Linked DNA regions of Mus musculus: regions 2 and 3 are each linked to region 1. A link is a contact called in public HiChIP or PLAC-seq data. All regions are on one chromosome and are shown on one strand. Each heading gives the region's core, a stretch centred on a gene start, on an enhancer-like site or on the middle of the called end of the contact. The rest is flanking DNA. Distances are from core to core; before and after follow the strand shown. Region 1 holds the start of Tuba1a (tubulin, alpha 1A). Region 2 holds the start of Gpd1 (glycerol-3-phosphate dehydrogenase 1 (soluble)). Region 3 holds the start of Bcdin3d (BCDIN3 domain containing).

What was found. HiChIP or PLAC-seq counts read pairs in DNA pulled down with a chosen protein or histone mark.
Region 2: a FOXA1 HiChIP or PLAC-seq map of pancreatic cancer cells shows a contact between it and region 1. The contact joins the promoter of Gpd1 here to the promoter of Tuba1a in region 1. A contact is called at or near these places in 1 of 39 promoter capture datasets (liver), 1 of 115 datasets of contacts at active chromatin or transcription factors (pancreatic cancer cells) and 1 of 9 other capture datasets (pancreatic islet).
Region 3: a FOXA1 HiChIP or PLAC-seq map of pancreatic cancer cells shows a contact between it and region 1. The contact joins the promoter of Bcdin3d here to the promoter of Tuba1a in region 1. A contact is called at or near these places in 2 of 115 datasets of contacts at active chromatin or transcription factors (bone marrow-derived macrophages and pancreatic cancer cells).

What each region holds. Positions count from the first base shown.
Region 1 is chr15:98,951,440-98,955,434 of GRCm38.p6, forward strand. It overlaps Tuba1a (tubulin, alpha 1A), which reads right to left and starts at 2,062. Exons shown (of 4, transcript NM_011653.2): 1 at 2,012-2,062; 2 at 30-252. The coding sequence starts at 2,014. It overlaps B430209F14Rik (a long non-coding RNA gene), which reads left to right and starts at 3,894. Exons shown (of 4, transcript XR_875650.3): 1 at 3,894-3,995.
Region 2 is chr15:99,715,483-99,719,477 of GRCm38.p6, forward strand. Gpd1 (glycerol-3-phosphate dehydrogenase 1 (soluble)) reads left to right here and starts at 2,105. Exons shown (of 8, transcript NM_010271.3): 1 at 2,105-2,166; 2 at 2,670-2,847; 3 at 3,652-3,792. The coding sequence starts at 2,126. It overlaps Gm16537 (predicted gene 16537), which reads right to left. Exons shown (of 3, transcript NR_155353.1): 3 at 52-357.
Region 3 is chr15:99,472,893-99,476,887 of GRCm38.p6, forward strand. Bcdin3d (BCDIN3 domain containing) reads right to left here and starts at 1,838. Exons shown (of 2, transcript NM_029236.2): 1 at 1,564-1,838. The coding sequence starts at 1,800.

The DNA of each region.
Region 1 (3,995 bases), core at 812-3,311:
ATGCCTGGGGAAGCCCCCAGCCAGCTTACCGATGACCGTGGGTTCCAGGTCTACGAACACTGCCCGGGGCACATGCTTGCCAGCTCCTGTCTCACTGAAGAAGGTGTTGAAGGAGTCATCTCCTCCCCCAATGGTCTTGTCACTTGGCATCTGGCCATCAGGCTGGATGCCATGTTCCAGGCAGTAGAGCTCCCAGCAGGCATTGCCGATCTGGACACCAGCCTGGCCAACATGGATGGAGATGCACTCACGCTGTGGAAAGAGGGAAAAAAATTATAAAATTAAGCTGTTATAATATTAAGCTGTATTTCTATTTTAGATCTTAATAGATTTCTAAAGTGTTTCTAAAAATAGAAATATTGTTGAAATTTATTTGGAGTCACATCCCTAATAACAGGAACAATGAGGAGTACTCACTACAAACACCAAAAGTGGGTGTGGCCTAGATGTCACCTTAATACTGCTTAAGACATGGTGCAAACCCATTGTTTCCAAAGCCTTGCTTGAATAGAACAGCTTTCATATTTGAAAAATATTTAAAGCATAGATTCTGTAAAACAAAATAATTATCCATAATAATACTAATTGCTTCTTTACCCGATAAGTAAGGATGAAGTTTTCATCCTATAGGACCTGGTATTTCATCATGGACATCTGCAGTGCGGCTGGGGCCAACAGCCACACCCTTCTGTGGACCCCATCAGTACTCTGGCTAGGCTACATAATAAAGAGTCTCACACTATAGGACCTTCTATTTCAACACTGACATCTGCAGTGCGGCTGAGGCCAGGAGCCACACCCTTCTGCAGACAGACCCCATCAGTACTTTGGCTAGTCGACAAGCTAGACAAAGTCTGATTTCTGCATTGCCACGTTCTCTGTGCCTGGTGCTAGCCTGTGCTGTTACATTATTTAACAGAGAAAGCTCTATTTCCAGCAGCTGTCTATGCGATCTCTTTGTGCTGCTTTCATGGTCCCTCCTAACCCTGGCTGGGGCCATTAGCCTGAATTAATGAATTAGTGCACATTTATTAGAACAAAAGATGGTTGGGTGCAGAGTATAATTTTTTTCTTTGCAGAAAATCCATTGTTTTTTGAAGGTTTTCCACTGTATGGAATGGAAATATTCTTAAAGCAGGCTAAGTTAGAAACAATGAGCGCCAACATTTTTTAAAAAAACAAGTGAAAAGATAGCTAAATTTAAAAGTAGAAAATAATATTTTTATCCTATGAATCTCTACATACCACTAATATTTCATTCTATAGAGATACACGTCTGTTGTGGAGGGACTACTTTCATTGTCTGCGGGGGTGGGGGGCGGGGAAGGGCGTTTCCCTGGGTTCTGACCATCAGCGTACTCTAGGATTCACAAAGTGGGCTTTGTCATTCCCCAACCATCCAGCTCCCCTCCCCCCTCAGCGAGATGTCCCCGTTAAGCAAATCGTATTTTTGACAGCCCTGCAGACGAAACATCCCATGACTACAGTTCCACAACGATTTTTTTTAAAGTAAAAATAAAAATAATTAAAAAAAAAAAAACCGCTCGGAAGAGGCTTAGTGAGAACCAACCCCTCCCAAAACGCCACGGAAGCAAGAGACAAACAACCCCGCCCCTGCGCCTCCCTGACAGCGGCTGCCATGGATCCGACGCAAACTAAACATTTTCCTAGCGAAGTGGGGCGGTGTTTCTGGAGTTCGGGCTCGGCCGCCGCCCCTGCCCTCCTACAGCAGCGGACCCTCGATCCCCCACCCGTCCCCGGCGGTCCCCGTGGTCCCCTGCAGTCCCTGGCTCTGCCAGCGCTAGCTCATCGGCGCTGCCTTTGTTCTTCCCGGTCTGGGCGTTTCCGTGTCCCGCACTGCGGCGGCGGGACTCAAAGACTAAGATAAACTTAAAGCATGGAGACCACCCTTTCCCCGCAGAGGTGACCAAAGCCTTAGACGTTTCCTTGCAGATCTGGGGCGACTGACACCCACCCTCTATCTACCGAGAGCCGGGGAAGGCTTGCTCACCATGGTTGCTGCTTCGCGGCTGCCGGGTGGATGGCGGAGGCGAGGAGGAGGTGTTGCTTCTTACAGCGCGACTCTTAGGCGGTCGATGTAAGAGAACCTGCGGCACTTGGGCGGATGCGGCTCCTTATATACAGCTCTGTCACCATGGGGATGGGCCAGGGCCTTTTCCTGTTGGTCCAGACCCCTCTGTCTGCCCAGAGAAGCCGCGACAGGAGAGTGGTGATTGGTGCAAGCGACATGGTATGAGGTAATCTCTCCCCCACCCCTTCCCCCTAGCATCCGTAGACTTTGCATCCTTCAGACAAAGGCCGTGCAAAGGCAGCTAGCCGAGCATCCATTATGGGGTGGAGTTGGGGAGGGGTGGAAAGGGAAGAAAGAAAACTGGGGTTGGATGATTATACGTAGTTTAAACCTTAAACTGTATTTAAAAATCATCTAAGGTTTTTCCCAACACTTAATCACAGAATTTATGTTTAGAATCTTTTTGGAAAATTCCAGCTTTTCATTTTTAATATACTGAATTTAATTACGTTCTGTCAGAATTCAACATCTCTATTTGCTTTAAAAAGTAGCAGAAGATACGGGGGTGGTCAAAAAGGCGTGGCTGAATGTTTAGTTTCATAGTTATTGTATTATTGTTATTCTTTATTATTATTTGAGCAAAAGTCAGTACGAGTAGACCACGCCTGTGACCTCAACAGCACCTGGGAGTCAGAGGCAGGAAGACTTGCAGCTCAAGGTCATCTTAACTGGCCTTAGTGGTTTATTCCTGTGTATCCCAGCACTGGGAAGCCGGGGATTGCAGCTAATTTGTGCCCACCCTGGATATATAGTGTGATATCCTGTCTCAAAAACCAAAAGAAAAAGAAAGAAAGAAAGAAAGAAAGAAAGAAAGAAAGAAAGAAGAGAAGAGAGAAATAATATACAAAGTAGTACTTAATACTAGAGAGCTTTCTTTCTTTAGCTGTAATTCTCTCCCATCACCCCTCCGTGCCCGCCCCCCTACCCCACCCTACCTCACCCCAGAGCCTGTGTTATTTTGTCCCTAGAAATGAGCCATCCTTTCTAATATGGAATTCAGAAACTGTAAGGAGAAAGAATTGAGTTTAAAAACTAGCTCTTTGTGTGGGCTTGTATTTCTCCAGTCTTTTTTTTTTTTTTGGAGGGGGAGGGGTGATATCAAGTAAAAAATAACTGAGATGCCAAATTAAAAAGAGGAGCGTTTTATAATATAAAAGGAAACCATTTTGTGATGTTTTCATCCCCAGACAACTGTGCAGTGCCAGCCCTGCTGCAGTTTTATGTAGTTCCCTGAATTCTGTAAATAGCCCCTTCCGCAGCTGGGCTTCTGACTGTGGGAACTGTAGCTGCTCTCCCCAAGGCTGCTCAGCCAGAGACTGTGGTCCTTGCTCAATTGCCCCTTGGGACAAAAATGCCTTGCTTTCACTCCTAGGAAATAGATTACAGTGGCACTCTCTTGCTATGTAGAAAGGCTCCGTTGTCAGCAAGGAAGATCTCTATATAGTGAGTCTCCGAGCTGCGGACCACTGATAATTTGCAGGATGAAATTTTAGAGGAAAAGAGATATTTGTTTGGGCACCGAGCTAAAAATGTGGATTTTGACAGATGGCTTCCCTTTCAGTAGCAGAGTCTTGGTCGCCCGCAGCTCTGTTTGCGAGCCCTGTGGAGTCCATTCATTCCGGCTGGGCTCCCAAGGCGCAGGGCGCTGGTGTGGGAGGGAGAGCCTTGGGAACACAGCAGCTGCAGGTTGTGAGCTAACAATGGTGGCCATGAGTTCTTCTAGCCTGAGGTCCACAGCTCTGCCTTTCTTGTTTAAATTTATCGTAAAAGTCTTTTCTAAAGAAAAACAAAACAAAACAAATCAATATAACCCACAAACAAAGAATTGTCTACTTCTTGCATATTTCCTAGGAAAAACAACCCCCTCATCTTCATTATTTTATAGCAGAGGGAAGAGAGATGA
Region 2 (3,995 bases), core at 855-3,354, 760 kb after region 1:
AGCAGATACGGCACAGCCTGCTCTTGGAGAGGCTTTGGTGGCACAGACAACTTCCTGTTAACGAGCATTCTCTTTATTCCTTCGTGAATGGCCACGTGCTTTGTCTCTCCACACAGCCTAATAGGATGTAGGGGCAAAGAGAGGCGGGAGTATTTAAGCAAAAACAAGGATCCGTTTCAGGCATAAATGCCCATTCTTTAGGGTTCCTATCATATGTGCCAGGGACAGGAACATCCTTTCTCTTCCACCCCTCGTAATCAGCGCTCCCAGCTGGCGGCCTGGCACCGGAGCCTTCATCTCTGTGCCAGTGTGATAAAGGAGAGGTCTGTGGGAGGCTAGCTCTGCATCAGGCAGAATCTGATAGAAGAAAAACAACTAGCTATTGATTGATTTCAGTGATTCTCCCCATCATTAGAGACTGCCTGGCCGCGAGACCATGATAGGCTGCCTCTGTGTAATCCCCGAGCTGAGAAAAAGACATGCTTCCAATCCTGACCTCCTACCCACTTCTCCTCGCCGCTGGTGGCATTGGTGACACTCCCCTCTAACCTAGTGCTGATTACTGTCCCTGGCCAGGGGCAGCCTGGGGGGGTGGGTGGCAACACTCCATTAGTGGTGTGCCAAGCCAGGAGGTCTGCACATGAGCATACAGTGGCGCCTGCCCTGTGGGTCAAGGTGCAGCACTGGAGGGCGAGAAGCCTGCGCTGCGCTTTCCAGAGTGACTTGGAAACCCGAGTTCCTCCTCTTAGTCAAACAGATGTCTGTGGGTGCCATGGAGCCCAAACTGCTGGATATGGGCCTGCCTTTCTCCCCCTCCCCCAAAGCTACACACCCACACCGGCATCAGAGACCACAGAGCTGCGGAGACATGGCTACCCTTGAGTTTTAGAGGCTGCTGCTGTAACTGGCTTCTCTGGCCCTGTCTAGAGACTGTAACCAGCTGTTTAATTTAAGGGTCCCTGTGGGATAAGCAGAGCCTGAGAGAAGAAATTGAAGGGAGATCAGGCTTATCCAGGAGCATGTGCTGGCCACCACCTTCTGCCCTTCCTGAAGCCTGGAAGGAGTGTGGGTGGGCCACGTGTCACCAGTGGCCTTTGACCTTCCTTCCCTTTAGAGACCTTCAAACGGAGATTATCTGAGGTGAAGGGGCAACCTGTGGGTCCCTGACCTGCAAGTAACCAAGATGACCTTGTTATTTTTAGTTTTCCAAGACAGGGTTTCTTTATGTAACCCCCCCCCCCCCACTATCTGGGAACTCACTCTGTAGACCAGGCTGGCCTCAAACACACAGAGATTCACCTACCTCTGCCTCCTGAACGCCAGGATTAAAGGTGTGCACCACTATGTCCATTTTCTCCCGAGATATTTTAATCCTTGGTCGGGGTGGGGGTATACACCAAAGCAGCCCCTTACTGTGTATGTGGTATTGTAGTATTATTCCCTAGAAGGTGCTCACATCCCTTGATCCTCTCACCCAGAGCCCGTGGTGGAGCTACCATCATGGGACATCATGGGAGTGGAACAGCTGAGGATCTGGGGGAGGCACATGCTAGCTAGCGAGAGCGATGAGGCGTTTGCCTTTGAAAACATCGCTGTTGCTGACGCTAGTGCTTTTTTCTCTCTCTCTCTGAAACAGACTAGCCTCGAACTCATCGAGACCCTCTTGCCTCTGCTTCCCAAGCGCTGGGGTTAAAGACATGCACCACCATGCCGAGCCCTGTCAGTTGCAGTTTATTTCAGTGCTGGAGACTGAAGGCATAGCTGGGGGGGGGGGGTGTGATAGCTGGGGGGGGGTGTGATAGCTGGGGGGGGGGGGGTGTTACTGTTTCTTGACCAGACTCAATACCAATACGTAGGTGGAGAACTAAGCCGAGGCCAAACGAGGGAAGAAGCTGGCCAGCACTGTCAGCTGGGAACTCGAGAGGAAAAGCTGGCCTGGCCTCAGCCTCAGTCCTGTTCTCCACCTGTCTGTCCCCTTTACTACCCTTTCTGCAGGCCAGACTCCTAGTCCCTGGGTGCCAGCCTCTGGGCCACCTCAGGGGCGGAGCTTGGCTGCACCCACGTGTGGTGGAGTTAAATACTCGGAGCCCACACCCGCCGGGGCAGAGAAGCAGCAAGCAGCACCATGGCTGGCAAGAAAGTCTGCATTGTCGGCTCTGGCAACTGGTGAGTGGTTCTGTGAAGGGCAGGGGGGGAGGGAAGGGCTCTCCGAGGGCTGAGGGGCTCCGCGGAGGGAGGCTGGGTGAGCAGGAAGCGGGCAGAGGGTAGGAAATGCCCTCAGGAGCCAGCTGGACTCCTGCTGCCGTCTCCAGTGCTTACGGTACACAGGACAGTCTGTGCCCAGCCTCCCGGCTGTGCCCGCCTGGGCGCTGCACCTGTTCACCACAGGAAGGTGAGCAGAGTGCTGTTGCCTTCCCTGCCTGAGAAGCTGCCTGCGCGGTGTAGGGAAGGCTAGCCCACCTCCCCAGCAGCAAAGACTGGATAGATTGAATCTTCTATTGCCAGTTGTGGGAGACACATTCATCATAGGGGACCAGGGTGGGAGTAGGGGGGCGGAGTGACGTGAGAGTGAGAGGCAGGAGGTAAAAAAAAATCCAACAAGCTTTATGAGTTCCTCCCCCTCCTCCCTGTCACCCTAGTCCACTTTCCTGTGTTTCCTCTCCCGCCAGGGGCTCAGCCATTGCCAAGATCGTGGGTAGCAATGCAGGCCGGCTGGCACACTTTGACCCACGGGTGACCATGTGGGTGTTTGAGGAAGACATCGGGGGCAGAAAGCTAACTGAGATCATCAACACTCAGCACGAGAATGTTAAATACCTGCCAGGGCACAAGCTGCCCCCCAATGTGGTGAGCTCCAACTCGATGTGAGAAGAGAGAGAGAGCGAGGCAAGGAAAGGGTATACTCAGTCAACACGCAAAAGTGACTTCGAGGTGCCTCCTTCCCAGAGGAGGGGAGGAGGCCACTGTAGGCGCCCGCTGGCTTGGTGGAGCAGCAGGCGGGGTGCTCTAGGCCTGGAGTACCCCTCCCCCATTAAGCCCCTATATTACTCTTTTGGAATCTTTCTGGAATCTGAATGTACCACCCCTTAGAGGTGCTAGGTGGAAAAGAGGGGTCTCCATGGCAACCAAAGGCTGGTTCTCAGGCTCCCGGACTCGGGGTCCAACTTCTCCTGCCTGCCCTGAACTCTAACCCTGTTACTCATTCACTGGTTATTAGCAGATCTGAAGGCTGATCATTGGACTTTTGGTCTTTGGTCAAATCCATATGGCATTCTCCTCACCTAGAAAGGGGGGACAGAGAGTCCGCAGGGAGACTGGGGCTCCCACTGCCAAGTTCGGGCCCCTAAGACGCAGCAGTGATGAAATCTTAGTTGGCCTCTTCCCCCTGCCAGGCCTAGGCTGCCTTTGGCAGTCTTCACTGACCCATAGCCAAGGGCTAAACGTGTGGCAGCGTGGAGGCAGGCGTGTTCTAGGAAGCTTCAGTGCCCCAGGAGAGCTGGGGACAGGGAACACAGAAGTTCTGATAGTTCCTGTTAAAGTCTCAAAAACCCTCCCTCCCCTAACACTGGCTTGGAGATCTTCTGCAAGGGGGTCCCCTTGGGACTAGGAGAGGTCTACCAGGCACACGAGAGCTTCTGCTCTCCTTCACAGGTGGCCATCCCAGACGTGGTCCAGGCTGCAACAGGCGCTGACATCCTGGTTTTTGTGGTACCCCATCAGTTCATTGGCAAGATCTGTGACCAGCTCAAGGGCCACTTGAAGGCCAATACTATTGGCATATCTCTTATTAAGGTACCAGAGACGCTTTGGCATGTTTGGGGGTGAGGTGCAGCTAACTTTTGTGGGGTGTGGGGGTAGATAGAAGAGCACATAAAAGAATATACAGAACAAGACCGACAACCCGGATGGAGATGGGAGGGATTGGCTTTGGAGAGAGTAAAGAAAGCAGTTGGGGCTGGGCGTGGTGGCACACACCTTCAATCCCAGCACTTGGG
Region 3 (3,995 bases), core at 588-3,087, 520 kb after region 1:
TGCTAATATGTGTACGGATGCCCAGAGGGGCCAGAAGAGGACTTCTGCTCTGCTGAAATTAGAGTTCCAGGTGGTTGTGAGCTGCCCTCAAGGATGCTGGGAATGGAACTTAGGTCCTCTGAAAGAACAGCGCTCTGAAGAATGGAGCTGAGTTCCTAGAACCCCTTCTAACTTAACAATACACAAGTTACCTCCGGGGTCATCTTAAAATACAGATGCTGGCTAAGTAGACGGGGGTGGGGGTGGGGTAGGCTGAGATTCTGTGTGTCTAACAAACTGCACAGTCACACTAACTTTGTTCAAAGTCACAGTTGAAGGCACAAGGACCCACACCACGCCACTAAATTTCCTCCTACCCTGATTTGCTTCCCTCCTATCGGACTCTGTTTTTGAGGCCGGCATGGTCTCCATATTGAGGGCAGAGAGAACTTGTGTAAAACAAAAATGAGTGGATAAATGCGTAAATAAATAAATGTTCAAAAGTAAACTTGAGAACAACTGCCTTAGTCAATTGCAACCGTGTCCTTTCTACTGTGGCTCTGTATATACTGTTTACAATTTTAAAATCTTTTTTTTAAAAATGTTTTTCTTTTCTGTTTTTCTGCTGGTTTCCTATACCACGGTGACACGTTTACAGGGACACACACCCAGCTGGTTACTGTAGTCTATAACCAAAAGCTCTCCTCAACTGAGACCCTCAAAGGTCTTCACCACCCACCAATGTCTCTTTTTTGTCGTTTTTGGAAACATGGTCTTAGTAGCCTAGGCTAGCTTCAGACTTGTGGGAATGCTTGTCTTCTGAGAGCTAGAATTACACGTGGGCAAAAGGTCTATCCCTGGACTCTGGTGATGGAATGTGGAGCGAATGGCGGAGGGTCCTAACCATTTGTAATGTTGGATAAAACTGCCCGCTTCACTGGGACATCCACTAACTAGCTACAAATAGGCGAGACTGTTATTTCCTTATTTTTGCTGCGGTTTGACTCTAATCATTACATGTCTGAAAACACTCTGCGGTGGGAAAGGTGGTTAAGGCTTCCTCCTCTGGCCGGATGATCTATTTTCTTTCTTGATCCCTCTCTACTGTTCACCGTTGTACTCTGTTAGCACAAGTAAATAAGGATCTGGCTCCAGGTCTGTCTTGCACTGTATATCTACAGCCTTAAGTTTCAGCCGTGATTACGTCACCCTGGCTCTTATCTTTTAGGAATCAGGATTCCCAGATTTTTTGGGGGGGGGAAGGGAAGGGGATCCCCGTTCCCCAGCCAAGAAGACCAGCAAAGCAAGAGAGGAGGCAAACGCCGGAAGTCCAGATCAGACGGTCCTCCTCCCCAGCGGTCTGGCGGGAATTTTTGGAATGAGTTGTGGATTGCTCAAAATTCCTCACTCGGCCGTGGGGCCCCAAAGGGAGGGCTGGGACGTGCACGTGTCTGTCAAGGCTATACTTTAAAAGCCCACTCTGGGCTTTGAGTTTTGATGCCACGCCCAGGCCAGCACCACGGAGGACGCGGAGGCTGACCATCGCTGGGCTCCCGGCGCTCCGATCCCTGCCGCGTCACTCACCCCGGAGTTACACCCCACGTCGAGCCCTAGGATCGGCCTCTTCTCGGGACCCTCGGGAGGGAAGAGCTGCCGAAGAAGCTCCGGGGGCAGAAGGCGGAGCCTTTGCTCGGGAGGGTGGAAGCGGGAATAATGAGGGAAATTTCCGAACGGGGCGGCCCCGGGTTCCAGAGCCCCCGGATGCTCTTCCTCCACAGCCTCTCCAACGCCCCCTCTTGACAATGTCCCGTCTGCGGCCATCACGCTCTGTCCCTCGGTTGGGGCGGAACCGGAAGTCTGGAGCCCGCGGAGGGAGGGGGCGAGCGCAGCGCCAGCGCGCATGCGCCTAGGGTAGAGGTCTGAAAGAAGGTGAGTTTAGGTAGGTGAGAAGACCCCAGTGCCTAGTCGGGGCTTTCGGTATCCTATTGGAGGCCGTGATCGTCCCCTCTTACTTAACGGACTTGCCCAACTTGAGTTGAACCTTGGGCCACTGACCAAAGCAAGGAGTTTGTGGGGGTCTTGAAAGTGAAGTTGGTCCAAGTTTCTTTCTTTTCAGATACACAAAGTGAGCTGTAAGGAAGGGGGATTCCTTGTCTGGGGAGTATGTGTGTGTGTGGGGCCTGTGACGGGGTCACACAACAATGCACTGACACAGGAACTTGAGCCTGGTTTAGAAAACGTAGCTGGAAGCTCTAGAACACTTAAGGTGCCACAAGGGGACCGACAGACATAGTAACTATAGACTTCATTCCAGAGGATGGAGTTGCTACATTGATACTTTTCAGCTGTGAACCTCCTATATTTATCATAAATCCTGGCGCACGGTTGTTCAGTAAATACTTGTTGAATGAAAACTGTACAAGATGCAAGTGACTAAGCCGTATCTGTTTGGGGGAAGAAAGAAAATGGGAGAACAGAGTTAAATTGAAAGAGATGTGTTGAGATAAACTTAAGACCAAAAGTGGGCCGAACTCTGTAAAAATGGTTCAATCAGGAAATGCTTGCTGGGTAAGCTCGTGGACCTGAGTTCGGATCCCAAACACCCACATAAAAAGCAGGGTGTAATGGTGTATGCCTGTAATCCCAGACTAGCAGATCTCTGAAGTTTGCCGGCTAGCCAGCCTAGCTGCGTTGGTGTGTGCTCCAGGCCCACTGAGAGATTCTGTCTCAAAAGATAAGGTGGGAAATGATCGAAGAAGATGCCTGCCATCCGCCTCTGGACTCTACACACGTGTACACACGCTAGGAAATAGTAATACTTTAAAAGCTTTTTAAATGTGGTCTGGGGTGGGGAAAGCTGGTGAGGAGAGAGACTGAGGAGTCAGCCTCCCTTAGTCTCTGTTCTATTGCTGTGGAGAGACAGGTAACCATGGCAACTCATTAAAAAAATAATTGGAGGCTTGCTACAGTTTCAGAGGTTTAGTCCATTATCATCATGGTGGGAAGCAGTAGCTGAGAGCTAGACCCTGATCCATAGGCAAAAAGAGAGTCCAGGCTTAGCCTGGGCTTCTGAAACCTCAAAACCCACCTCAGGTGACAAACTTCCTCCTACAAGGCCACACCTCCTAATCCTTTCAAAGAGTCCCACCCTCTGGTGACTATTCAGACATATGAGCCTATGGGGGCCATTTTTATTCAAACCACCACATGGCCTAAGCAGTAAGTTCGGTTTAGAGGTAAGGAGAGCCCAGCCTGTTAGAATCAACCCATGGCACTGTGTTCTGACCAGCCCATTTTATGGAGACCTCCCAGCTTACTAAGCCAAAAATTTGCTAAACTTTATAAGAGACTGAAGCATCTATACAAGGACCGACAGGGTTCCAACAGGTCTCTAGGGACACCACCCCCCCCCCCCACCTCCACAAATGTGTTTTGGCTTAACTTTTTGACAAGATCGTGCAGTAGTCCTGGTTGTTCTTGGACTTCCTATGTAGCAGAGAATGGCTTTGAACTCTTGATCTTCCTGCCTCCACCTCCCACATGATAGGATTATAATAGGTAATATAGGTCATGTCCAACTGAAAAGAAAGGTCCTATTTTTTTCTTCCCAAGTTTTACTTTTATATTTTGATCTCTGCTTGATTTGTTTCAATTTTTTTCTTTTCTTTTTCATTCTTCTTCCCCACCCCATTCAAGACAGGGTCTCTCTGTGTAGCCCAGGCTGTCCCGGAACTTGCTCTGTAACAGGGTTTCTCTGTGTAGCCCTGGCTGTCCCGGAACTTGCTCTGTAACAGGGTCTCTCTGTGTAGCCCTGGCTGTCCCGGAACTTGCTCTGTAACAGGGTTTCTCTGTGTAGCCCTGGCTGTCCTGGAACTTGCTCTGTAGACCAGGCTGGCCTCAAGCTCACAGAGCTCTGCCTGCTTCTGCCTCCTGCGTTCTGGGGTTAAAGGTGTGCGCCACCACCCAGCTTTGCTTGTTTCCCTGCACTCGTTCTGAACCAAGGGCAGAATTCCCCA